Linked DNA regions of Mus musculus: all the other regions are linked to region 2. A link is a contact called in public Hi-C, HiChIP or PLAC-seq and promoter capture Hi-C data. All regions are on one chromosome and are shown on one strand. The core of a region is the stretch at or near the end of the contact, and the rest is flanking DNA. Distances in the headings are between cores, read along the strand shown.

Evidence for each region. Promoter capture Hi-C pulls out the DNA fragments that hold promoters and counts their contacts. A called contact is a pair of places that touch in the nucleus more often than the background predicts. HiChIP or PLAC-seq counts read pairs in DNA pulled down with a chosen protein or histone mark.
Region 1: a contact with region 2 is called in a promoter capture Hi-C map of pre-B cells, with 2.3 times the contacts expected there. The contact joins the promoter of Deaf1 here to the promoter of Ctsd in region 2. A contact is called at or near these places in 1 of 39 promoter capture datasets (pre-B cells) and 1 of 9 other capture datasets (pancreatic islet).
Region 3: a contact with region 2 is called in an HNF4G HiChIP or PLAC-seq map of pancreatic cancer cells. The contact joins the promoter of Phlda2 here to the promoter of Ctsd in region 2. A contact is called at or near these places in 3 of 39 promoter capture datasets (embryonic stem cells, liver and stem cell-derived epiblast-like cells), 1 of 484 Hi-C or Micro-C datasets (embryonic stem cells), 1 of 115 datasets of contacts at active chromatin or transcription factors (pancreatic cancer cells) and 1 of 9 other capture datasets (embryonic stem cells).
Region 4: a promoter capture Hi-C map of erythroid cells shows a contact between it and region 2, with 8 times the contacts expected there. The contact joins the promoter of Bet1l here to the promoter of Ctsd in region 2. A contact is called at or near these places in 1 of 39 promoter capture datasets (erythroid cells) and 2 of 9 other capture datasets (adipose tissue and liver).
Region 5: an HNF4G HiChIP or PLAC-seq map of pancreatic cancer cells shows a contact between it and region 2. The contact joins the promoter of Nap1l4 here to the promoter of Ctsd in region 2. A contact is called at or near these places in 1 of 39 promoter capture datasets (erythroid cells), 1 of 484 Hi-C or Micro-C datasets (B cells), 1 of 115 datasets of contacts at active chromatin or transcription factors (pancreatic cancer cells) and 1 of 9 other capture datasets (liver).
Region 6: a Hi-C map of B cells shows a contact between it and region 2, with 7 read pairs. The contact joins the promoter of Cars here to the promoter of Ctsd in region 2. A contact is called at or near these places in 1 of 39 promoter capture datasets (embryonic stem cells), 1 of 484 Hi-C or Micro-C datasets (B cells) and 1 of 115 datasets of contacts at active chromatin or transcription factors (microglia).
Region 7: a contact with region 2 is called in a promoter capture Hi-C map of pre-B cells, with 6 times the contacts expected there. The contact joins the promoter of Dhcr7 here to the promoter of Ctsd in region 2. A contact is called at or near these places in 1 of 39 promoter capture datasets (pre-B cells) and 1 of 115 datasets of contacts at active chromatin or transcription factors (embryonic stem cells).

What each region holds. Positions count from the first base shown.
Region 1 is chr7:141,325,789-141,329,374 of GRCm38.p6, forward strand. Deaf1 (DEAF1, transcription factor) reads right to left here and starts at 1,937. Exons shown (of 12, transcript NM_016874.3): 1 at 1,491-1,937. The coding sequence starts at 1,782. It overlaps Tmem80 (transmembrane protein 80), which reads left to right and starts at 2,342. Exons shown (of 6, transcript NM_001141950.1): 1 at 2,342-2,478.
Region 2 is chr7:142,386,548-142,389,784 of GRCm38.p6, forward strand. Ctsd (cathepsin D) reads right to left here and starts at 1,280. Exons shown (of 9, transcript NM_009983.3): 1 at 1,190-1,280. The coding sequence starts at 1,257.
Region 3 is chr7:143,500,152-143,503,942 of GRCm38.p6, forward strand. Phlda2 (pleckstrin homology like domain, family A, member 2) reads right to left here and starts at 2,373. Exons shown (of 2, transcript NM_009434.2): 1 at 1,906-2,373; 2 at 1,397-1,665. The coding sequence starts at 2,339. The coding sequence ends at 1,665.
Region 4 is chr7:140,854,956-140,858,275 of GRCm38.p6, forward strand. Bet1l (Bet1 golgi vesicular membrane trafficking protein like) reads right to left here and starts at 1,428. Exons shown (of 4, transcript NM_018742.5): 1 at 1,266-1,428; 2 at 119-210. The coding sequence starts at 1,284. It overlaps Ric8a (RIC8 guanine nucleotide exchange factor A), which reads left to right and starts at 2,442. Exons shown (of 10, transcript NM_053194.4): 1 at 2,442-2,599; 2 at 2,890-2,937; 3 at 3,027-3,320. The coding sequence starts at 2,516.
Region 5 is chr7:143,547,364-143,550,772 of GRCm38.p6, forward strand. Nap1l4 (nucleosome assembly protein 1-like 4) reads right to left here and starts at 1,757. Exons shown (of 16, transcript NM_008672.3): 1 at 1,679-1,757.
Region 6 is chr7:143,598,772-143,602,269 of GRCm38.p6, forward strand. Cars (cysteinyl-tRNA synthetase) reads right to left here and starts at 1,319. Exons shown (of 23, transcript NM_013742.5): 1 at 1,211-1,319. The coding sequence starts at 1,235. Gm15579 (a long non-coding RNA gene) reads left to right here and starts at 1,333. Exons shown (of 2, transcript XR_870064.3): 1 at 1,333-1,442; 2 at 1,852-2,087.
Region 7 is chr7:143,820,896-143,824,580 of GRCm38.p6, forward strand. It overlaps Dhcr7 (7-dehydrocholesterol reductase), which reads left to right and starts at 2,272. Exons shown (of 9, transcript NM_007856.2): 1 at 2,272-2,645. Nadsyn1 (NAD synthetase 1) reads right to left here and starts at 1,957. Exons shown (of 21, transcript NM_030221.2): 1 at 1,764-1,957; 2 at 277-337. The coding sequence starts at 1,848.

The sequences.
Region 1 (3,586 bases), core at 687-3,186, 1.1 Mb before region 2:
TTAGAAAAAGAAGAACAACAACTCTGGGAAGAGATCCGGATGGCTCAGAAATTTTGAGCATGCTGTTCTTTCAGAGGACCCAAGAACCTATGTGAGGTCCTCACAACCATGTGTAACTCTAGCTCCAAGAGGAATTGCAGGCACCTGCAATCACATATATACACATAAAAATATATATATATATCTTTTTTTTTAAAGCTCTAGGAAGCTTCCCTCACTCCTGTGACTGGATCTAGGCTTCAGGTAGGTAGGTACAGCAGAAAACACGCGGAAGCAAGGGTTCTCCACCACTGCGTTCCAGTGCCAACGGTCTGAACACCCACCCAGAGTTAAGCTTCAGCTCTGATGTGCCCTGAATAAAAGCCCAATGCCAAGCCTGCAGCTTCACACTGGAAAGAACGAAACAAGACGCATGGCAAAATGATGGTCTTCCAAGGATTCGCATGTACAAGCATAAAACATATAAGAGCTCCAATTGGTAGGGAGTTCAACACTCAGGAAGGTCAAAGGGTGGGGTGTGTGGTGGGATTGTAGGAGGCAGTTTGGTGTGGTATCACCTGTACAGGGTGATACAGCTCAGCTCAAGGCTCCATTTGTCATAAAACATGAGAATCGGGTGCTCTTTGTGTGAGAAAACAGAAGGAGAAAAATGGAAAACTAAGTGATGGAGAAGGAGGGGATATCTGCATAGGAAGACTAGGAGATACAGCACGGAGCAGCTCATGTCACAATATAAAGCAAGGCTGGTTTCTGCATCGTTACCTTTGCAAGGTTGCCTGCCTTGGATGACTCTCTTGCCCCTCTCATGTCACACTTGAACTGGCCTTTGAGACAGACAGGTCTACCAGCAGTAATGCTGCTGACCATACCTGGGGCACCTCTAGAACAGAACTCACATGTGACCCATCTGTGCTCTCAGCTCCCAGGAAGCAGCAGGAGAGGACAAGGCAGGTGGTAGGTACTGAGAAAGTTCCAAAGGGTAAAACAGACAAAGAACAGAGAGGCACACTCACACAAGGGAGACACGTCTGTATACAGTGCAGAGCAAGGCTAGAGGAGTGAGAGTGTGCTGTGCGTGTGCATGTGTGTGTGCAAGATGGGCATGCAGGGCACTGTGAGATGCAGGGCAGGGAAAGAGCAAGGGTGCAAGTCATTGTGAGATGCATGGGCAGGTGCAGAGTAGGTGTTCAGGGCATTGTGAGTGCACGGGCAGGTGTGAAGTGCACAGGTGGTACAGAGCATGTATGGGGGGCAGGTGTCAGGTGCAGGGGCATGGACAGAGGCAGGGCAGGCGTGCAGGTCACTGTGAGGTGCACTGGCAGGGCAGGTGCTGGGCAGGTGTGCAGGACAGGTGGAAGAGAGCCTTCCCTGGAAGACAGATGTGCATGACAGATGCACAAAGCATATGGAAAGTGGCCTGTGCCTGGTGCATGTGTTCAGAGCTTGCACGCGGGAACCCGGTGAGGCGCGAGGCCGGCGGGCGCACTTGCCTGCGAAGGCGGCGGCGGCGGCGGCGGCCTCATCGGGGCTGGGCAGAGCCTCGGTACCCATATCCATGTGCCCAGATTCGGCCGCCATCACCGCCACAGCGGTGACCCGCCGCGTCTCGCGCTCCGCCTCGGAGTCTGCGTCCTCCTCCGAGTCCTCGTCTCTGCTTAACACCGGCTCCTCCGCCTCGCTTTCCGCTGCGGCCGCGGCGGCCGCCGCCACCGCGGCAGCGGCCGCCACAGCTGCCGCCTCGGCCAGGCCCAGCTGTTTTGCCGCCGAGTCCGAGTCCTCCATACGGACTCCACCGAGTCCGCCCGAAGGCGCTGTCCGGGACCGCCCGAAGCGCCAGGCACCGAGCCCGAAGCGGGGCCCGAAGAGGCCGCCCGAGTTGGGCCGAGGCCGCCCGAAGCCACCGCCCGAGCAGCGACCGAAGAGGCAGTCTGACGCCCGCCGAACCGAGCCGAAGCTGCCCGCAGAGCCGAGCTGATGGCCCGAGTGTAGAACCGAGCAGCTCCGAAGTTTCCCGAAGCGCAGAATCTAGATAATACGAATGGTCCCGAAGCTTCCCGAAAGCTTACGAGCGTTTCTTGCTCGCTGTCTAAGAAGCGGATCTGACTGTGGTCACCGACCGATAGAGCTGGCCGGCTCTGGGCAGTTTCTCCCCTGCTTCCAACGAAGTCTGGGTTCGCAGACAGACCCTGGCGCCACGGGATTTCTCCAACCCCCTCTCGGGGCGGCGAAAGCCGAACCCACACGAGGCCTCGCCGAACTCCGCCGAATACCTCCGAGCCGAGTTCTCCGGAGCCTCAGTGCCCGCCTCCTTCTATCCGAAAGCTCCCGAGTATTGCCGGACGGGAGAATCGGGCCTCGGCCGCTGTCGGACGCTCGCTGCACCGCGCGGCGGGAGGAGCGAAGATGGCGGGAGGGTGCGGCCAAGAGGCTGCTGGGATTGTGGCGGACCCAGCGGCAAAATGGCGGCCGTGCGGCCAGGTGAGGCGGGCGGGGCTACGCGATCGCAGGGACAGTGTGGTCTCATGCTGTCACGATGAGAGGCTGTCTGGGCTGGCTCTGCAACTCCTCTGATTGTCACCTTGTTATTCCGGAACCTGGTGGCTTAAGCCCACTAGCCCGGATTTCTGCGCCGGAGTTGGAGAGCGAGGGGTGGGGGGGGTGTCTTCCGGTTGGGCGTGGGGGCACTTCGGGTATCCCGGCGGCTGTCCCGAAGCTCGTCTCTGTATTCCAGTGATATACCTGAGGCACACACTGGGATACGCCCCTGTATACAACCATATCACACCTTCTGTGACCCGGGGTCCACCTGTGGATTACCCAGAGTACACTATGGTGGCATACGAACTACACAACCATATTTCACTAAAGCTGACATGCATGGCATACCTATGGCTCATCCTGAGCACACCCTTGGCATACCCGCTGCTCACCCCGAGTACGCCCTTGATACACCTATCTCTCATTTTTTCGATATACCCTTGGCACACCGGGTTTACACATTGAGAATATCCAGGACAACCATATACGTATATTCAGCTCACCCCTGGCATATCCACAATACACTCGAGTTCCCCTGTTGCTCACCCCAGATGTAAGGATGAATAAGAATTACGTTTGTAGGGAAAAAAAATGACTTAGTCAACCTCAAACAACTAAAGCAGGCTTGTTCCAGAGACGTGGCTGTTAAATTCTGGCCATTTGATGATCAGGGCACAGGATCTAGTCACTCAATGACCACAGTTAGTTCAAGACAATAGGCCACTCGCTTTAGACTGGGGTTTTTGTAGCTAAGGGTAGGGAAAGGGTGCTTGTTAAGAGCATTCTAGATAAGTTAGCTGTTTTCCTTAGACAAACTGGTTTTGGAATTTCTGGGTCTTTTGTCTTCTTTTGCACCCGTAGGGTGTCTGGGATAGGGATTGGTGTCTGAAGTCAAGGTCAGCTGCTTTTCTTCCCCAGTTCTCAAATTCCTGGCTTTCTGGAACTTTGAGTCCGTTGGCTTTGATGGGATTTTTTTTTTTTTAAACCAGGTATAGCTGTGACACACCCAGTGTGTCCTAGGGTACATCTTGTCACACCTGCAGCTTAC
Region 2 (3,237 bases), core at 30-2,529:
CACCCCCCACCCCCAGTTTGCTCCTGTTCCCAAGGAGAGCTGATCTGTAATCACTTGTTGAAACTTCTCTGCCCAGGGATTTGTAGCCAAGGTCACAGCTGACCTTTCCTGGCATGCACAGTGCATGCTCTGAGAGACATAGGAGTCTTGCCTAAGAGTAGTGGGCTGGAAGAGGCAGGCTTCTGGCCTGGGGCTTAGGGGAGGCACACACCCTGCAAAGGTCAGGAAACATGCCAACAAGCCTAAGAGTGTGGCTTTGTTTCTGGTGCCTAGTCTCAGGGATCCTGGAGTCCACAACACCTCTTCCCAGAGAAGAGAAGCCTGAGGGCAGGGCAGGCAAGCCCAGGGCAGGATCAAGCCTAGGCCACTCCCTACAATGGCTCCACTGAGGCTACCCACCCACAGCTTGCAGCCTACAGACTGGGCTCCTTCCCACCCAACCCTGGTGCCCAGCCGGCAGAGCCAGCTCTACTCCCGCAGCCTACGGCCTCAGCCACCTGCCACGACCAGGGACTCACAGAGTGGGAAAACACACGGGCTACCACCAAGACCTCATCTAGCACAAAGGCCAAGTCCACGGGCCTGAGAAGGGCCTGGTCCCCAGTGGGGTAGACCTCAGCTCCAAGGTATTTGAACTGGGCCACTCCATACCTTCTCTCTCTGGGACTTGTGCAACTCAGGAGGGAGGAGGAGAGATTCACCACCCAGGACAGGGGGGATCATCTTTGAGTAAACTTCTAGGGCTATGCACCAGTGCACAGCTGTCAAACAGGGTCCCTTAAAAGGAAAGGCCTGAGGAAGTTCAGGGGGGCAAGGGCCTACTAGGTTTTCCAACTTCCACAGCTGGGTTCAACAGAATCCTATCCATGGGGCAGCACTTCTCCTCAGAAGCGGCCGCCCCGCTACACACACACACACACACACACACACACACACACACACACACACAGAGGCGAGGTTGGAGTCAGACCCACTTGTGGCCACCCTACTGTACCCTCCTGTTCGACCATAGGAGTCATAGGAGTGGAGAGGGGCCCAGGAGACCCCTGCCTTTTGAGTGTCTCGCCCCATAGTCTGTGGGACCCTGAGGAAGGCTGCGCTGGGTGCACAGGTGCATTCCAGCACGGCCGGAGCACGCGGCACTCCAGGTGACGAGCCCCGCATCTCCGGACCCAGAGCGGGTCCTCACCTGATAATCGCGAAGGAGGACGAAGCCAGGAGGCCGAGAATGAGCAGCAAGACGCCGGGAGTCTTCATGGTCGCGGCGGCCCGAAGAGAGCAAAGCTTAAAGCCAGAGGTCGCCGGCTTATAGGCAGGATGACGCCGCAGTCCCGCGGAGTCAGCTGACCCGCTTGTTTGGCCCTCAACGGGTCACGTGAGACGCGGGCGAGGGGCGGGGCGACCCGAACCCGCCTCCAACACTGCCCGGGCGCAGGCGTGCCCTACTCCAGGCCTACGCACGGCTCTCGGGAACGCGCCCGCCCACTTTCCTGGGACCGGAGAATGACTGGATACAGGTCACGTGGGGGAAGGAAGACCAGGCAGGCCCGGAAGCATCCAGAGGGGCGGATCCTGCCCTCAGCTCCGCCCCTCCCTTAATCTGTCTTTTTTGCATAATTGGGGTGCCCACTACCAGGATGTGGTCTTTGTCTGATTGGGCCCTGACCCTCTCCTGGATGCCAGCTTAAACCTAAGCCTTTTCTCTTTCAGCTCTGTTCCTCCTTGAGAATTTCCCTGGAGCCTCTCTGGACTCTTGGACCAGCAAACTTCACCCTCTTCAAAGCTCCACTACCTACTCATCTCCCCAGAGCAACACCCTTTTTATTTAAGCTGGAACACCTAACATGCACATTCCATAATGTAGCAATGTTGATTGCAGGCCTAGTCCTGGACTATGCATCTATTGATACAAGGGGTAGGGTGTACAGTGAGATGAGACCAGGGTTGCAATCGCCACTTGGGTCTTAACTACTTCACTCTTTAATGCCCTGCTTGGTGTCAGCAAATGAATTGGGTGCTGTTTGAGAGAGGCAGAGTCCAGCTCTCCATCATGGAGAGCTGAGCCCAGAAAGGCATTTAAGGGGAATGTCCTCTCTGAGAGGTGGTGTCCATACAAGGACAGGAACGCAGAGGAGCCTTGCCAGGGTCTGATCCCGGGAGCGCTTTTGGACATGTTCTACCTGTATTGAGGAGGTGGATGCCTCTAAGTCCACTCTACACATGGACACATGAGCTGTTCTGGTTCCCCAGGTTCAAAGCTACAATTCCCATCAAGTTACATCAAGTTGGGCACTTGACCTCTGCCAAGGCTCTCCACTCAGGGTCAGTGTTAATAGCTACACGTGGGTCACCACAGCCTGGATCCTGCCTCCACAGTCAGCACTCCACACATTGCTTAAAGCTTGGGTGTGAGGGCGAGAGCTGCCCTAAGATCTTGGAATCTGACCCTCTACTCCTTTGAATCTAAGACTATTCTTTGGTAGCCCAAGAGACAGGGTCTGGCCCTGGAGTTGCCATTTGCTTCCTAGAGTTGCTATCTAGAGATGATTGCTGGACCATGGGTGGGCAATGGGAAAGGTCCTCTGGGGCACCATGCTGGCTCTCCCAGCCCTGCCATAAATAGTGTTGCAGGGTGCTCAGGTGCCAATAGAGACATCCATTAGATGTGTGTCGGCATGACTGGAGGCAGGACATAGCGGTCAGCTGTGCTCATGTGTGGCTCATATAAGCCACAGGGTAAGAGACTGATGGGGACCTCCAGGGGCTCTCTGCAGTCCATTTTCTGCAAAGAATTCTAGCTGCCTCTGTCCCTGGGTTTCCCCATATAGTCTGTGTGAGTGAATACCTAGATGCACCCAGTCCTGTAGCTGCTACCCCACTGGACCTGGAAAGCTCAGGGATGAAAGCTCAGGTGTGTGCTTTCTGATCCCCTCACCTGACAGACCTCAGGGATGGGCCATAGTGTCTAGAATTCCTGAGTTCTCCCACCATACTAGATTATACTCTCCCTCTCTGCCTGTCTCAGGCCTCTTGCACCAGGCTTGCTTCTTATACTCTCCAGCCAGTAAAGGGTCAGTGTGTTCAGGCCCTGCAATTCTGCTGTTAGTCATCCACCTTCGGTCCAGGGATCCACTTAGCAGGCAGGGCTCACTTTTCAACCCTTGCCAACTGCGCCATACATTGACCCTGGCGGATTTAGAGGGGCCCATTGACTTAATGACAGAGCAGAGGGCTGTC
Region 3 (3,791 bases), core at 1,123-3,622, 1.1 Mb after region 2:
AGAATCCTCAAACCTCAGAACTCCACAGTCCCTAAACCATGAGATCCATCTACTATCCACCTACCACCTCAGGACACAATGTCTGTTCATTTAAACCACACCAGCATCGGGGGTTCTTTTGATCACATAAAGATGTGGGGGAGAGGGCGTCCTTAGATGTCCTTAGATGGAATGGAAGGGTCCTGGGACCTGCTATCACTTCTGCTCTTAGAAAGCTCCTCCCTCATTTGCTCTAATAGACAATTCCTAAGAAAGAACAACGCTAGGATGAAGCCTTCCTTTCTAAGGAGAAAGTGTGGGGGGGTGTCCTCCCGGTGCTGGTTTCTAAGGCCAAGCTGGAAGTCATGTGGCACCCCCATCATCACCCCCATCTTCATGGCATTCCCATAGCCAGAGAGGCCCAGGAAGTATGATACCTGCTCGGTGTCTGTCACTCTGCCTTTTGGGGCTTGTCCTCCAATAAAACCTTGGAGGAAGAGATTTACTTCTGTCCTAGGCCCTACCACCTGGCTGGCTGCCTGCCCACCTGACACAGACTTTGAGCCCCTTAACAGGACCACAGCCAGGTGAGGAGCCAGAGTTGATACCTGGCAGGTGACCCAAGAAGTGGGGTAGAGGTAGGACAGATGTCTGGGGAGCTCTCAGGCTTCACACCAGGGCAACAACTCTGGGCCTCAATGCTCCATCATTAGAGACAGCCAGGCCTGCCTCCCGTCTGTGACAAAATGTGTACAGTGTGCTGTCCCTGTTCCTGGGCCCTGGACAGGAGGGCTGTCTCAAACCACTGTGGTCCAGTGATGGAGGTTGTCAATGAGTAAACAATCAATGGGCCTTTGAATTCACTGCTGGACACACGGTATGTGGGTGGGAGGGGACAATGAGGGCAGCCACCCTAGTGAACAGAGCAACCTCTCAGATGTCCAGGAGGTGCTAACTAGTGAGTGAACTCTGAGCAATCCCCGCCACCAGCAGTATCCTTTCAAGCCACACCCAGGAGCAAAAGGTGGCCAAACCACACCCAGACCTACTTCCTGACCTGGCAAGGCTCTGAGCCCCACTGGCAGATGACAGTTCATTCAAAGGCACTTTTTTTTTCCTTCAAGATTTATTTATTATATGTAAGTACACTGAAGCTGTCTTCAGACACACCAGAAGAGGGCATCCAATCTCACTACAGATGGTTGGTTATGAGCCACCATGTGGTTGCTGGGGTTTGAACTCAGGGCCTCTGGAAGAGCAGTCAGTGCTCTTAACCGCTGAGCCATTTCTCCAGCCCTCAAAGGCACTTTGAATGGTTCCCGGGATGTGGAGAGGGAATAACACCAGATAGGAGACCCTTTCACTCCCACCCTTCCACACATTCGCCCCAGCAGGAACTACACAGACCACACAGTTGTTAAAAAAAGAAAAGTGACATTGTTTATTTGGAATGAAAATATGGTATAAAAAATATTAACACGGAATGGTGGGTTGGAAGCAGGTAACCAATATAAATACGGTCCAATAAGTTAGCGCACCCGCACAGCGGGGCAAGGCTCAGCAAGCACGGGAATATCTTCGGTGAAGAGCAGCGGCGGCGTCACCCGGGGCATCCCCTGGGCTCCTGGGCTCCTGTCTGATGCGGCAGCGTGGGCTGGTTCCCGGCTCAACTGGTCCCGTGCGTTTCTGTAGGGAGAAGACTGAGTCAGGAGCTGCCCGGGTGCAGCTTTTAAGTCTCCAGGTGGGCCGAGCAGCTCCTGCCATGCGTTCCAGGTCCCCTCTCCAAAGGGTTTTCAAAGACGTAGGATTCCCCCCTCCCCCTCCCCGTGGCTTTTAAAATCGAAGTTTTCCCCACTGGGAGGCATGACCCCCATTCACTTTCCCCATGCCCCGTACTCCGACGCCGTGGACAAGTTTGTTACTCACCACGGACCCAGAGCGCTCTGCTCTCCCGGCTCGGAAGGCATTTCAGACTCAGAGCGCTGATACCGGTAGCGGGGAAAGTCTTGCAGCGCCCGACGGTTCTGGAAGTCGATCAGCGCCATGGTGATGGCCGCGTTCCAGCAGCTCTCCACCGTGCAGCGGAAGTCGATCTCCTTGTAATAGTTGGTGACGATGGTGAAGTACACGTACTTAGAGGTGTGCTCCACGCAGTCCACCTTGAGGATGGAGTGGAAAAACAGCTCCTTGGCGGGGCTGGTTTTCCCGGAGAAGAGGCGCAGGCGGTCGGCGGTGAGCACGCAGCGCTTCTTCTTCCATACCTGGAACAGGCTGTCGCTTCGCTTCTCCAGCTCGCCCTCGCAAAGGATCTCGTCGGAGGTCTTCACGGTTTTCGAAGACATCACGATTTTCGAAGCCATTTCGAAAGGTTGCACCAAATGCGCTCGCTCTGCTGCGGGCCGCGGCCGCGGCGTGGTCTTTATAAGGACTCCGCCCCGCAGCCCAGACACGCCCCGGAGTCGGGCACTCTCAATCCCAAGCAGGCTCTCGGAGCTGCCCCCCACCAACCGCCCCAGGCTGCCCCTTACCCATTGCTTGAAGCTACCGCTTATCGGAGGACGGAGGGTGGGGGGCGAGAACTGATTGGCGCCTCTCTGACGGGAGCCCCGAGCCTTCCCTCCAGCCCCAACGTCCCAGCTGCCAGGTGGAGTGACTTGTGGTCCCCTCCCCGCCCAGGCTCCGGCCCTGCCTGCAGAGGAATGCACCTCAGCGGTCCCTGCCCCTCGTGACTCACGGGCCGGGAAGACCTGGGAAGCGCCCGACCCCTAGACTGAACTACCGCGCTCAGAATCCCACTCACGGGGAGACCGAACACGCGGGTCGTGGACTCACGGGTTCTTTCCAAGCCCTGGCCACCGTCTCCTCCCACCTTGGGCGAGCATCCAAAGGCCACCCACTAGACTTTCTTGGGAAGTAGCCCTGCCCCAACAGGCTTTATCACCCAAGTTGCTCCCCAAAGTTGTACCTCGAAATTATCTCAGTTTCTTTTCCCTTCTGTAAAATGGGACAATGACCTTTTAGTAAGTTAGACAGTGAAGAAGTGGAGGAGGAACAGCACCCTGCAGTGCTCAGCCACGTGAAGAGAAAGGCCTGCCTCTTTCCCGTGTGCCCCAATCTAGGCTACAGACACCTCGGGCTGCGACTGTACAACCTCGACGTGCTGGAAACTCACGATGGGGGCGGGGGGGGGGGACGGGAGCTAGCAAAGCTAGCTTGGGGAATGAGGGGACCGACCTAAGGGCTAGGGGCGGCGGGGGCGGCGGGGGCGGCGGGGGCGGCGGGGGCGGCTGAGTCATCGCCTTTCAGTGCAAGATTTTATTTACCCTCTGCCTTTAAAGGTTTAATAGTAGTAGGAAGCAGACGCAGCTCCTCCAGGGTTCCCAGGGATGGGGGAGGGACTGGCCTAGGGACCCCAGGAGTCCCCTGCTATGGTGGGATGGGGGCAGGGGTGCTGGGGTGGGATGGAGGACAGAGGCGCTACAAGGAAACCCTCAGCCCCACCCCTTCCCCCTACCCCCACCCCTTCTCCCACCTCCACCCCTTCCCCCATCCCCACCGCCACCTCCACCCCTGGCTGTTGGAAAACCAGACACCATGCTTCTAGGTGGACTGGCTCCCAGTGAAAACACAGGTTCCTCCATTTAAACAATTGAGACAGCCTAAAACTCCAGTTCGGTGGCCTAGTGTTGTTCTAAGGCAGGTTTATACCACAATAAGGAGGCTGAGGCAGGAAGGACCAATCTAGCTCAGTCTGGGTTTTACAGTGAGCCCGAGAGTAACCAAAGCCGCAAAGCAAAAATGAAGTAAAGGGG
Region 4 (3,320 bases), core at 178-2,677, 1.5 Mb before region 2:
TATTACCTGAAGCACTTCTCCAGTCAGCAATGCCCACAGACAGCACACGGCCTCCTTCCTCCCCTCTCAGCCCCACCCACCAAAGTATCTCACGGAAGGGAAGAGGGCCACCACTGACCGATTTAAGCCTGGTCACCTTGGAGGCCAGGCTGTCAGCCATCCGCTTGTTCTCTCTGTCCAGAATGTCCTCCACAGCACCAGAGCTCTGAGCTGTGAGAGAAAGAGGCGGAAGGATAGCATTCCCTCAGACATGTGGTCCCTGATTCCTCACTCCAGTGGAGACATCTAAGCGCATTCCCCCATATACTTCTGCTAACTTAGCACGTCCCACCCTATGCTCCAACAGGCTGACCACCTACACATCAGACATGTAGCATGGGTCGTGTGAGAACCTGTGTGCATGCCCAGGCAAGGACGGGCTGGGGAGCCTGAAGATCCAATCAATCTACATACACGACCCTGCTGTATACTGTTCCTGAACCGAAGTGAATATTGCCTTAGCTGAAATTGTCATCTGAGGGTGTGGGGCCGGTCTCAAAGGGAAACAGTACTTTCTGATAGGGACCATAGGGAAAACAGAACAGCCGGTGGCACAGCAGGTGACAGGAAGGCTGTGTGGGGAGGACTTGGAAATCAGATCCAAGGTAAGTGTAAGAAAGTCCTTCTACTGTAGAAACTACCTCGCCCTATGTCTGCAACCCACACAGAATCTCTGGAATGCCCAGAGCACTGTGCTCGTGGAAACCTAACTCCGATGGACAGGGACAGGTAGTTGAGAATCACCCCCCTAAGTGTGACTAGCACCGATCTGAAGCATAAAAACCACCCACCCAGCCTCGATGTGACCCACCTAAGGGGAAGGCCAGCAGCACCAGCAAACAAGTGCGACCAGACTCTGAAAGACAGACGGCTGTGTCCTACCGACCACTGCATAGTCATCGTTGTGGGCGAAGCATCAGTATCACAACTGTCACACTGAACACAGGCACGGGGGCGGGGAATGTGTGTGAACCGAGGCACTCAGGCCCCTCATTAGTAAAACCCTGCTTGGACCCTCTGCTTCCAGCTCTTGGCATCAACCACACACAAAACTGATGGCATGCCGGCTTGGGTTCCAAGGCAGCGCCAGGCGAAATCCGGCCCTGTTTTTCCAGGGATACGTAAGCGCCACCCCACGCAGGTCCTTCCACCGAGAAACGAGCGATGTCTCCAGCTCCAGACTTAGACTTCCCCTCCTACCTCTACTGCCTTTCAAGTGCTCTCACCTCGAGTCCAATCTGCCATCGCGCCCTCCAGGGTCCCACTCAGGGAATTCGCAGCACAGCAACGGACGTGGCACCAGTACCCGGGTCTTCCGGTTCCGCCTCCGGGCTAATAACTTCCGGGAGAAGGTTCTGAAGCGGAAGAAACAGACCTGGAGTGCTTCTCGGGAATGTAAATAAGGGAAGGGCGGGCCACCAGCATTCGGACCCACGGATTGGTCAGCAATATTAGTCCTGCGCTGTGGGTGTTACTCGGAGCAGGTGTTCAGACCCAAATTTGGAGCAGAGGCTAGGAACCAGCTCAGTAAATCAGTCGGATGCCTCTGGCGCTGCTAAATCCAACTGGATGGGGAGGACAGGCAGACCCGAAAGAGACTGGTGAAGGAGACGGCCGGGGCCTGCCACTGAGTAGGGGCAGAGCCGGTTAGCACGGCGGGTGACATCATCCACTGGAGCACTGTTTGTATGTGTCACTGTGGGGCACCGACTCAGCTAAGTGGCGTGCGGACCTGGCTCCCCGCTACACAGCGCTCCTACGCTTCTAACCTCAGACACGCCTCGGCTGGCCGCCCCTCCGTTGCTCCTCTCGCGGGAGTGGCTTTTCCACGGGTGTTCTTCACTTCCTTCTCTGCAATTTTCTTGAGAATAACCGTATTACTTTGGTGGCTATTCTTTTTAGATAGGTCTGCTAGTTTCTGCCTCTCGAGTGCTGGGATTTAAGAAGGCGTGCGTCACTATGCCCGGCTAACCACGTGCATTATTTTGACCATCCAAGTCGTTGTACTTCTCTTTCCCTATTCCCTATGGAAGATGAGCTCCAAGGCCTGGATCGCGAGAATCGTCTTCCCCAACTGATTAAGCGGCCAGGAGCCGGCGCTCCCTTTTTTATCACAGTACGGGGACAAGAGCGTAAAGAGGACGGTCCACGCGCGGGCCAAGCCACACCCCACTCCCCACCCTCCCATCCCACCCCACCCCCCGCCTGCCAGGAACTCGGGCTAGAGAGGAGGGCTCAAAAGGAGGACACTGCCTGGCTGGTTAGCTAGCATCGCCGCTCCAAGACTAGCCGCTCAGCGACCACAGCCGGGTTGCTCCACCTTAAGTCGGAGGCGCCTGTACACACCCTTGGGTTCGGCTGCTCTCCCAGCATCCCTCACGCGTGGACGCCGGGCTTCCGGACCTGGGCGGAGCCCCGGGGTTTGGCCGATTGCGTCTTCCCAGCCCAAGCCTTCCAGCACCCGGTGCCAGGGGCCATGGAGCCCCGGGCAGTTGCGGATGCCTTGGAGACCGGAGAGGAAGATGCGGTGACAGAAGCTCTGCGGTCGTTCAACCGGGAGGTGAGAGGCATCCGGCTGCCGAGGAAATTTCAGGAAGAGAGGAAGCAGGGGTGTGCGCGCAACTCGGCTGGGGTGTGCGTGCGAGTGGTGGCAGGGAGCACGGCGGTGGGTGGTGGGCTGGTCCCTCGGGTGGCTCTGTGGTGGCGTGTGGTGGGGCAGGTGTATGGGAGGCTAGGGTGGGCCTTGCCTTAAGGTTCAGAGCGATGGATGCTGCTTCAGAGGTCTGCTCTGACTCGAGGAGCACGGGTCCTACCTGCATGTGGATCTGAGCCTCCTGGGTCTCCCTGCAGCATTCTCAGAGCTTCACCTTCGATGATGCCCAGCAGGAGGACAGGAAGGTAGGTGTCAGCCCCAAGGGCTCCTAGGGCAGGCACGGGCTGACCCCAAGAAGAGGGCCTAGTGGAACCACTTTTGTTCGACCCCACAGAGACTCGCAAAGCTACTGGTCTCCGTCCTGGAGCAGGGCTTGTCACCAAAGCACCGTGTCACCTGGCTGCAGACTATCCGAATCCTATCCCGAGACCGCAGCTGCCTGGACTCATTTGCCAGCCGCCAGAGCTTACATGCACTAGCCTGCTATGCTGACATTACCGTCTCAGAGGAACCCATCCCACAGTCCCCAGACATGGATGTCCTCCTCGAGTCTCTCAAATGCCTGTGTAATCTTGTGCTCAGCAGTCCAACAGCACAGATGCTAGCAGCAGAGGCTCGCCTGGTGGTG
Region 5 (3,409 bases), core at 507-3,006, 1.2 Mb after region 2:
GGTGTATACTGCCATATCTATCTTAGCTGGGGCATTTTAAGACTCAAGTACAAAGTCAGACCAAAGTGGTGAACTACCTCATTTCTAAGAATACCACCCCTGCAGGAGATTTATTGCCCACTGGTATATTCTATATACTCAACTACACAAAGCCAAATGGCCAGCTCACAAGCCATGATTTCTGAGAAGATCCCAAAATACATACATTTTCCCCCAGAACTTTGGTAATACAATTCCAGAATTTTCAAAAAACGATAAAATCACTATTATTTTCACCAGCTATTCTATATTAACTGTGAAAAACAGTTCGGGATTTAAAGCTAAAACATCAAAATGTGTTTAAATGTTATGACACTGTGAACCAATATTGGTCAACTAAGGGGGGGGGTTGAGACCGACAACTGAGTTTTACAGCATCTACTTTAGTTAAAATGATACAGCTGTAGACTACCCGACAGGTGAACTATACTCTAGTCCTATCAAAGCCCTGCTTTCTCTGAATCTTACTGTTCATCTGAATATTTGTTTCAATACGTTATTTATTTAATAATAAACATTTATTATTAAAACTGAGCCAGATTAAATCTATTTGAATTTAGATGCAAGGTACCATCACACTTAACCTATCAGGGACTTAATTTGCAATACAGGTCGAATACTCCTATACCAAAAAAAAAAAAAAAAAAAGAAGAAGAAGAAAAGAAATCAGAACGTCCCAAAACCCACTTCTTTTCGAGCACATTTTGGATTTCCAGATTAGGTACGCTCATCTGTCAGACCTACAAATATTCCACAAACCGAACCACTTCAAAACCCAGGCGTTTCTTGCTAATGCACAGTCAGCCTGTTGCACCTACATCACGTACTATTGTGAATGAGTTAAGACACGTCAGGAGCTTAAAGGAGCCCCTGGTGTGTAGTAAGCGGAGATTAGTCACCGAGAGGAAGCAACTACTATGACAGGAAGGCGGCAGTAACTTAAAAGCATTTAACTTTTGGACCAAAAACTTAAACTTGAGTCTTTTTGCTGTGGAATATGCATATGCTCGTTACCGCAGCGCACGCGCCGGAAGCTACCGCGGAAATTCCTCCAAGAGGCAGCGAAGCAGAGTTGGAGGAAGTGCGGGCCAACTTGCCCCAAGGATACCCTCGGAAGAAGGGGTACTGCTGACGACCCTGAACCCGTTAGGGGCGCCCGGGTCTGAAGGCTCAGTGTGTGTCACTAGGCTGGCTCCGCCTCCACCGCAGGCTCAGAGAGTGAGGTCTGGCTCAGAGACCGGGGCACTGTGCGGAGAGCATGCAAAGCCCGGAAGGGCGAGGCGGCGGCCCAGTAGACCCCTTCCTTCCCAGGCGCGGTCTGAGACGAGGCGTACCCAGGCCCACCTCGCTGGGGAGGCCTTGTCCTCTCAAGGAACCGCCTGCGCCGCTTCGCGTGGGTTCTCGGGCGGCGGGAACAAAGCGCGCTGACCTTCAGCCGGGGGCGGGGCTGCACGGAGGAGGGACCGGCCCGCCATCCGCCGCCACCCGCCACCCGGACCTCTGACCCGGTCGCCGCCCGCCTCTGCTCGCCGCCATGGCGCGTCGGCCTGCCCGCGCCGCCCACTCCTCCCCGTCTCCGCCTCCTCCGCCCCAGTCCCTCGCCAGCCGCCCGCCGCGCCGTTACCCGCCAGCACCGCACCTCGCGCCTCCTGCGGCAGTGGCGCCTGTCCTAAGCTCGCTCCGGGGCTGCACCGCCGTGGTCGCCAACAAAACCACCTGCCATTGGCCGTATCGCCGGGCTCCACCCTCTGCGAGCAAAACGGGCGACGAATGGACAATAGAGCTGTTTATCAACTGCACCAGGCACTAGGAAAGGCGGTATCCAATCAAAATCTGTTGAGGGAGCACGGCGTCCAGCCTAAGCCCGCGAGCTATATGTAGTTAGAGTAGTGACGTGTGTTCCGGCGCACGCGCAGTTCGTGCTTCTTTAAAGGGGCTGCTGGGCGCGCGTGTAGGACTTTGGGCTTGTTACAACCTCTAGGGTTTGAGCTTCCTGGACCACATCGGCAACGCTCTTTCCAGATTACTTACAACTCCCTGCCTTCCCCCGGCCTGGGAAAAGCACCGCCTACTTCTCAAGGCCTTCTGACCCTCTGTCTACAGTGCCTGCCTGGCATGGGACTACCCTTCTGATAGAAAAGTTCAGCACATCTGTACTGGCTGGTTTTGTGTGTCAATTTGATACAAACTAGAGTTATCTGAAAGGAGGGAGCTTTGAGAAAATGCCTCCATAGGATCCAACTGTAAGGCATTTTCTCAATGATTGGTGGGAGAGGACCCAGCCCATTGTGGGTAGTACCACCCCTGGGCTTATTGGTGGTGTCTGTAAGAAAGCAAGCTGCACAAGCCAGTAAGCAGCACCCCTCCATGGCCTGTGCATCAGCTTCTGCCTCCAGGTTCCAGCCCTGCTTGAGTTCCTATCCTGACTTCCTTCAGTAATGAACAGCAATATAGACGTGTAAGCCAAATAAACCCTTTCCTCCCTAACTTGCTTTTTGGTCATGGTGTTTTCATTGAAGCAATAGACAACATCTGATAAGAATAAATAACTTGCTTGCAGATAATGTGTGTTTTCCTAACAAATTCTACGAACAGGGCAGTTGGAAACAAAGCTGGGTATGGTGCAACATGCATGCCTTCAATCCCAGTACTTCTGAGATAAGAGATACAGGTGACAGAATGAGCAGTTTGTCACTTCCAACTATGTAGCCAGTGTGGGGCCAGTCTGAGCAACATGCAACCCTGTCTGAAAAACAAAAACTTAAAATGAAGTGTGGTTACTGAAGGCCAGAAGGTCTACAGCATTGTTTTTCTGTATTACTTCTCTTTCATTCTTAAATTGGAACTATGTATAAACAGTTTCGCTTACAAAATTAAGGAAAGTAAATAAGCTCGTATGTTTTTACTTACATTTTTTTCTGACATACATTTTTTTTTCCTGACATTTTGATTGGTTAGTGGCTGGTTTTGCTTTTCCACGACAGGGTTTCTCTGTGTAGCCCTAGCTGTTCTGGAACTCGATCTGTAGACCAGGATGCCCTCAAACTCACAGAAATCCACCTGCCTCTGCCTCTCCGGTGCTGAGATTAAAGCCGTGCAGCAGCACCACCAGGTTTTTACTTCATTTTTATTTGGGGAGTGGATGTGGTTAAATCAGACAAGTATAGAAAATAGTTTGGTAGCCAGGGACTTATTTGGTTTGGACTACACATAATGCTTTTCTAATAATGCTCTGGGCAGTGTAAAAGTCCCCCCAACATATTTTTAAAAAAGATTTATTTATTGTATATAAGTACACTGCAGCTGTCTTCAGACACACTAGAAGAGAGCATCAGATCCCATTACAGATGGTTGTGAGCCACTATGCGGT
Region 6 (3,498 bases), core at 69-2,568, 1.2 Mb after region 2:
CAAGGCCTTTGCTCTTTCTAGAACCCACTTGCTAAAAAGATGAGAAAAGACACTGCTCTTCAGCGATCTGCCAAGGCCCAGGTCTACCCTGGGGTGACGTAAGTGACTGCTTTCTGAGGGAATCTCCCAATTGGCAATAAAGTAGATTGCCAATGATGCTCTGACAGTGATGCTCTGACTGGACAGGTCTCTGTGGTGACTGCTGACCACACTGGAGATTAAAGCCTTCATAAATCCCCAAGCTCTTTCATGTATGCGTACACGGAGTCCCTGCTTCCTCTGCCCTACTTCCCTAAGTACCAACCTCATGTGCCCTTCCGCCCACCTGCTTGGGCAGAAGACCAAAACAATCTTTGGGCCTTTGCCTTACCCCCAAAGTCCAGCCAGGGCAGGAGGGGGAGTGGTGAGGTCTCATCCAGGTACCAACTAGAGTCAGGCTATTTGAAACAGGACCATCTCTCCTATTGCTGAGTATCCAAGGAAACTTTAGCCTTAACCCAATCAAAAAATTGAAGCTGAGGAAGGGAGGCACTTACAAGACAGGAGTCAGGTCCCACCAAGGAGTACTCTAGCTTCAGGGAGTCATGGCAGCCACCCCCAGGTCCTGGCCTGCCACTGTCCATTGAGACGCTGGCCATCCCCAGAGCTTTGGTTTTGCACTGCCCACTTGGGCCACGGCTGTCCCCACAGGCTTACCGGAGAACGTTTTATCCCAGAGCCCTGGACTGGATACTACTCACCTGAGGATCCATCTCTGCCCACTCCAGTCACTGCCTAATCCAGATCTCTAGCTTGTCACTGCCCACCTGGGCATGCACTGTTCCTAGAGCCCTGACCTAGCCACTGCCCAACCCAATAGCCTCCACTCTAGAGCCCTGGCTGGTCACTTCCCGCCCAGGGATCCTCTGCCGAACAGCCTTTGCCTGCCACTGCCCATTTAAGCCTTTACTATCTTCGGATCACTGGTCTGGGCACTGCCCACTTAGTCCATGGTTGTCCCCACAGACCCGACCTGAGCACTGAGTCCCTGGGTCTTGCTGCCCCCAACCCCTGGCTCGCTTGGCATTACCCACTCGTTCCACCGCTGTCGCCACAGCACTGGCCTGGGCACTGCCTCCTTGGACCATGCTGCCCACACAGCCCCAGCCCGGTACTGCCTACTCGGGCCATGCTTGTACCCAGAGCTCCACAGTCATCCCGCAAACCTCACCCTGCTCCGCGGAGGAACCTGCCATCACTGGGAATCAAGACCCGCGGCCGCCGCCACAGACGCCTTCCAGAATCTGATGCAACCGCGGCGCCGGAAGTCCCGCCCCACCAGTCGTCTTCCGGGCATGTCCAGTAGCTAGGCAACTGCAAACTGACGCCGACGTGGGGCATGATGGGAGAATACTATGGTTTACGCTGGCGCGGAACTTAATAGACACCAAAGGGCTAAGACAGTGAGAAGCGCAAACCCGGGCTGCTGAAGAGGGCTGGGAGGGGCGGGACGAAATGGGGGAGTGGGAGGGGCGAGGAGCTGGGTAGAGGGGCGGGGCAAAACGAGTAGAGATTAAAGAGATGCAAGGGAAAGGGTGGGGCAAGGGACTCAGCGACTGGAGGAGAGGGGCGAGGAAGACGCCTTTTTCTGAGACACTCTCCAAAAGGCCACACAAGCCTGGAAACAGGTGGTTCCTGTTACACTCTCTCCTGAATCCTTTTATTTCCTGTGTGTTCCTTAATTCCTGATGTCGCCTCCCAAGACACACCATCAGAGGGAGGTTTATGAGAAGAAATGGAAAGTATTATTTTAGAAACATAGCCAGGTATATAGCGAGACCCTGTCTCACAATTTTTTTTTTTTTTTAAAAGCTCCGTTTTGAGGTTGGAAGATGGTTCGGTGGTCAAGAGCACGGCTGCTCTTCTGGAGGACACCGGTTTGATTTCTAGCACTCACAACTGCTCACAACCGGTTGTAACTTCAGTTCCATGGGATCCTAACCCTCTTTTGATCCTTGTGGGCTTTGCATGCCTGTGGTGAAAAAGACATGTGTTGTGTGTGTGTGCAGGGAAATAAATAAATACAATTATATATTCTGGTATATATATATTCTGGCAACCATGGTCTTAATTCCTGGAAACTCAGGAGGGAGAAGCAGGCAGTTCTCAGTGAGTTCCAAGTCAGCCATGGCTCCATAAGAGACTCTGTCTCAACATAAATAAATAATTAATTAAAAAATAATTGATACTTGGTAATATGTATTGTTTGGTTATGTACCCTTGGGACAAGGGACTGAGGTGCAAATTTTATATTTCAAAGCAAACCTGGCCTCCAGGTTCTCTCAGCATCCCTCAGTCCCTACCTGGCATACCCTTGCTGTAACCCTGAACTTTCCAGCCCAGGGGCTGGACTGCCCTTCCCCCAGAGGCTCTTCCCTATATAAACCAGATGTTTTGGTCTTCCTCATCGCTCCTCCTGTCTTCTCTATGTTCACACCCTTTCTCTTTCTCTCTCCTCCCCCACCATGGTGACTTCCTTGGCCTCAGTCCTTGGGGCCAGTGAACTTTCGCCTGAGAGCAGCTTCCTAATAAACCTGCCTATATGTACTCTAATCAGGCTTGAATTGGTTCATTTCATGGGCAGCAGAGAAATAATGTATCACATAGGTCTTAGTTAGGGTCTTACTGCTGTGAAGAGACACCATGACCAAGGCAACTCTTATAAGGACAACATTTAATTGGGGTTGGTTTACAGGTTCAGTGGTTCAGTACATTATCATCAAGGCAGGAGGTGAGAGTTAGACCTCTTCAGCTGAAGGCCGCTAGAAGACTGGCTTCCAGGCAGCTAGAATGAGGGTGTTAAAGCCCAAACCCACGGTGACACACCTATTCTAACAAGGCACTCCTAATAGTGCAACTCCCTGGGCCAAGCATATACAAACCCATTATATACATACATAAAGTATTAAACATATTAAAGTGATCAGAGCATATATTGCTAACTTCACAACTTTCTCAAAAATACTGTATTTTTGCTGCCAGTACTTTCTTTTTAAAGTTTTTGAGATAATTTTTATTTTACATGTAGAAATGTTTTGCCGGCATTTACATCTGTTCAGTGCCTGAGGAGGCCAGAAGAGGGCAACAGACCCCCAACAACTGGAACTAGAGACACCAGTGGTTGTGAGCTGTCACATGGTTACTGGGAACCAAAACCAGGTCCACTGGAAGAGTAGCCAGGTTCTTAATTGCCGTACTGGCTACTTTTGTGTCAACTTGACACAAGCTGGAGTTATTATAGAACAAGGAGCTTCAGTTGGGGAAATGCCTCCATGAGATCCAGCTGTGGGGCATTTTCTCAATTAGTGATCAAGGGGGAAAGGCCCCTTGTGGGTGGGACCATCTCTGGGCTGGTAGTCTTGGGTCCTATAAGAGAGCAGGCTGAGCAGGGCGTGGTGGCACACGCCTTTAATCCCAGCACTCAGGAGGCAGAAGTAGGCGGATTTCTGAGTTCGAGGC
Region 7 (3,685 bases), core at 1,022-3,521, 1.4 Mb after region 2:
TGGGATGGAAGAATGTTGGCGGGACATTGAAACCTCAGCATCAGGGAAGGTGAGGCAGGTTGGCTTTATGTTCAACCTCACTCCCCTATTGAACCATGAGGAAGCCTGAAGTTATCCAGCTTCCCCAACCCGCCCGGAACAAGGCCCACTCTCAAGCTGCTGCCATCCTAAATGCATCTTCTTGCTCTCAGTTCTGCCCCATTTCTTCCCATCTTTTGTTCCACTACCTGCCCTCCAAAGGGTGGGGGTTGGGGCTGCCGGTGTGCTTAGCCATACCATATTTCTAGTTCTGGTCCAAGCCTGTATCTTGCACCTTTGCCTTTGGCAATTTGAATACCTATATGGAGAGAGAGGGAGGGAGAAGGATTCAGCAGCTAGGATACATTAAAAGGTAGAAAAAGCAGGCTGCTGTGGTAGATACAGCCAAAGCCAGGCTCCAACCAACTACAGCCCTTTCTGTTAATAGCAGAGGACAACAGGCACCTATACCCACGTGTAGGTATTCAGAAACAGGGAGGGTAGGGTGACCTTAGTACTAGGAGGGTAAGCCACACCTTAATGGATAATCATTAAGCAGACACCCAAATTGGCTATAAGGAAAAGCTGTAGACAGGATGTGAAGGCTTCCATCCCTAGGTTGGTGTCAGCATCCAGCACCCAGGTTGAGAGCTGCTGCCAACATGCAGGCAAGGCAGCCCATCTTCACCGCAAAGACATAGACTCTGACCACAAAATCAGGTCAAAAATTACTTTAAAAAATAAAAACGCCTGGGCTAGCCAGATGTCTCCGTAGGTAAAGTCACTCGTTGGTAAGCCTGACAAGTCTGAGTTCACTTAGACCAGTGGTTCTCAACCATCCTAATACCATGGCCCTTCAATACAGCTCCTCATGTTGTGGTGACCGTCTGCCCCCTCCCCCAACTAATTTTGCTGTTATAAACCATAATGTAAATATCTGAGAGGCTCGATATCTGATATTTGACCCTTGCCCAAGAGTCATTTGGCCCTCACAGGGGTTGTGGCTCACAGGTTGAGAACTGCTCACTCAGACCCACAAGGTGGAAGAGGACAGCTGACTCCTGCAGGTTGTCCTCTGACCTCCACATGCACATTATGGCGTGCATATGTACATGAAATAAATAATACATTTGGGTTTTTCTTGTTGTTTTGCTTGTTTCTTGTTTTTCCTATTTAGCCTTCCTGCAGAGGCTTCCAGCACGGATAACCTGAGGTGAGCAGTCTGCAGCTGGGCACAGAGTATCCCCAGTTCTATCTTCTGGGGGCAATGATGAGCTGACCTGAATGTCAACAATACAGGTATATGGAACGCCAACACCCTTCTCTGACCTGAGACCTCTTCTGGCTTCAGTATGCCTTCTCCCAATGCCAATCCATGAGGAATGTCCTCAGGAGCCCTAGAACACGGATCTCTAGTCTTTGCAAACGCCTAGATCTCAATGAAACAGTTCCAAGAATGCGCAGCCCTGCCCCAGGTAACCTTAGAGAGACCCACCAGATCCTAGAGGATGGATGAGGGCAGTGTCTGCCTGGCTGGCAGGGCACTCCTATTTCCACTCTTGCCTTGCTTCCTCACATGTCCCCCAAATTAGGAAGTCGCCCTGAAAGCTCACCAAGCATTACCCTTCTATCTGTTCCCACGCCCAGCGCTGTGAGTCTCTCCTGGGCAAAGCTGGCCTGGACTGCCATGTCCTACCCATTGTGGACTTTGACTTCTTCCTGTCTCCCGCCACCCCAAAACTCACTCTTTAAAATCCTCTGGAAATTGCCCTCAAAGTCCAGGGCCCACTGATTGAGTGCACAGGTGGCCACGGTCACTTTCCGGCCCATGCTGGTTACAGGTTCCAGGCTGGGACGGTGTAATAACGGAGACCACAGGGAAGATACTAGCCGGACTGTCCGGTCTACGCCTGCGTAGCTTGGTTTCCTAGAGGCCCCTCCCCACGGCTCGCCATAGCCCCGCCCCTCTGCCGTCATAGCCCAGCTTCTGCACCGCCTCCAGAACTGCGCCGGCGCAGACCGTGTCTTACCCGGAAGCCCCGTCCTTTCGCCCTCCACAGCCACACCCCTTCTCACTTTCGCAGTGCGCGCCCTTCCGTGAGACCCCGCCCCCGCGGAGATCCTGCACAAAGCGCACCCTTTAAAGTAGGGCCCTAAGGAGCGCCTGCGCAGTAAGGTTGTCTCAGCGTCCCGCTGTTGCCCAAGGTCAGAGCGTCCTGGATCATTTCCTTTGCCATCTGAGCGACTTTTGATAGGTCATGAAAGGCTTGTTTTCTGCCACCAAAAGTAATGTCAGGTTTGCTTTCTGTCGCTGTGATGAACACGTGGCAAAAAGCAGCTGGGGAGGAAAAGGGCTCACTTCACCTTATAGCTCATAGTCTGTAATGAAGGGAAGTTGAGGCAGGAACTGAAGCAGAGACCAAAGAGGACTTCTGCCCACTGGCTTGCTTGAAGGCTTACTCAGCCTGTTTTTTTTTTTTTTTTGCACCACTGAGGACCACCAGCCAGGGGTAGCGCCACCCACAGTGGGCCAAGGCCGTCACATCAATCATCGGTTATGAAAATGCTCCACAGACAAGCACAGGCCAGTCTGATGGAAGGGATCTCTCAAAGTTTCCACTTCGCAGGTGTGTTCAGTTAATTTGTGTCAATTTTGTCAGTAGGAGCTCACAGAGAGCTCACAGAGGGAATGGGTGTGTCCTGCTTCTTTGGCTCACAGCAGTCTGGATTCCCTGTGCATCAACCTGAGCCCTTTCTCATTCCTGTCCCTTTTGCGTTTGGGTAACACCAATCAAAGTAGATACAACTTTTTTTTTCCATTTTTTATTAGGTATTTAGCTCATTTACATTTCCAATGCTATACCAAAAGTCCCCCATACCCACCCACCCCCAATCCCCTACCCACCCACTCCCCCTTTTTGGCCCTGGCGTTCCCCTGTACTGGGGCATATAAAGCTTGCGTGTCCAATGGGCCTCTCTTTCCAGTGATGGCCGACTAGGCCATCTTTTGATACATATGCAGCTAGAGTCAAGAGCTCCGGGGTACTGGTTAGTTCATAATGTTGTTCCGCCTATAGGGTTGCAGATCCCTTTAGCTCCTTGGCTACTTTCTCTAGCTCCTCCATTGGGAGCCCTGTGATCCATCCATTAGCTGACTGTGAGCATCCACTTCTGTGTTTGCTAGGCCCCGGCATAGTCTCACAAGAGACAGCTACATCTGGGTCCTTTCGATAAAATCTTGCTAGTGTATTGTAGTGGCTATTCCTGGTTGTCAACTTGACAATATTTGGAATGAACTACAATTCGGAATTGGAAGGCTCACCAGTGACCCTTATCTGGAGGCTTGGAGATCCTTATCTGGATCTTGGTTTGAAGATCTTGAGCCATAGTGGCTATGGATTCCAGAAGATTTAATCTCCGAGTTAAGGAACACACCTTTAATCTGGGCTATGCCTTTCATTTGGGATTAAAGGTGTGGTGGAACACACCTTTAATCTGGGCTACACCTTTTGCTGGAGACAATATAAGGACATTGGAAGAAGGGAGTCTAGCTCTTGCTCTTGCTCCTTTGCCTGCTTGCTGCGTGAGACTGAGTAACTGCTAGATCCTTGGACTTCCATTCACAGCTGCGACTGAACAATTGTTGGGAATTCGGCTGCCGACTGTA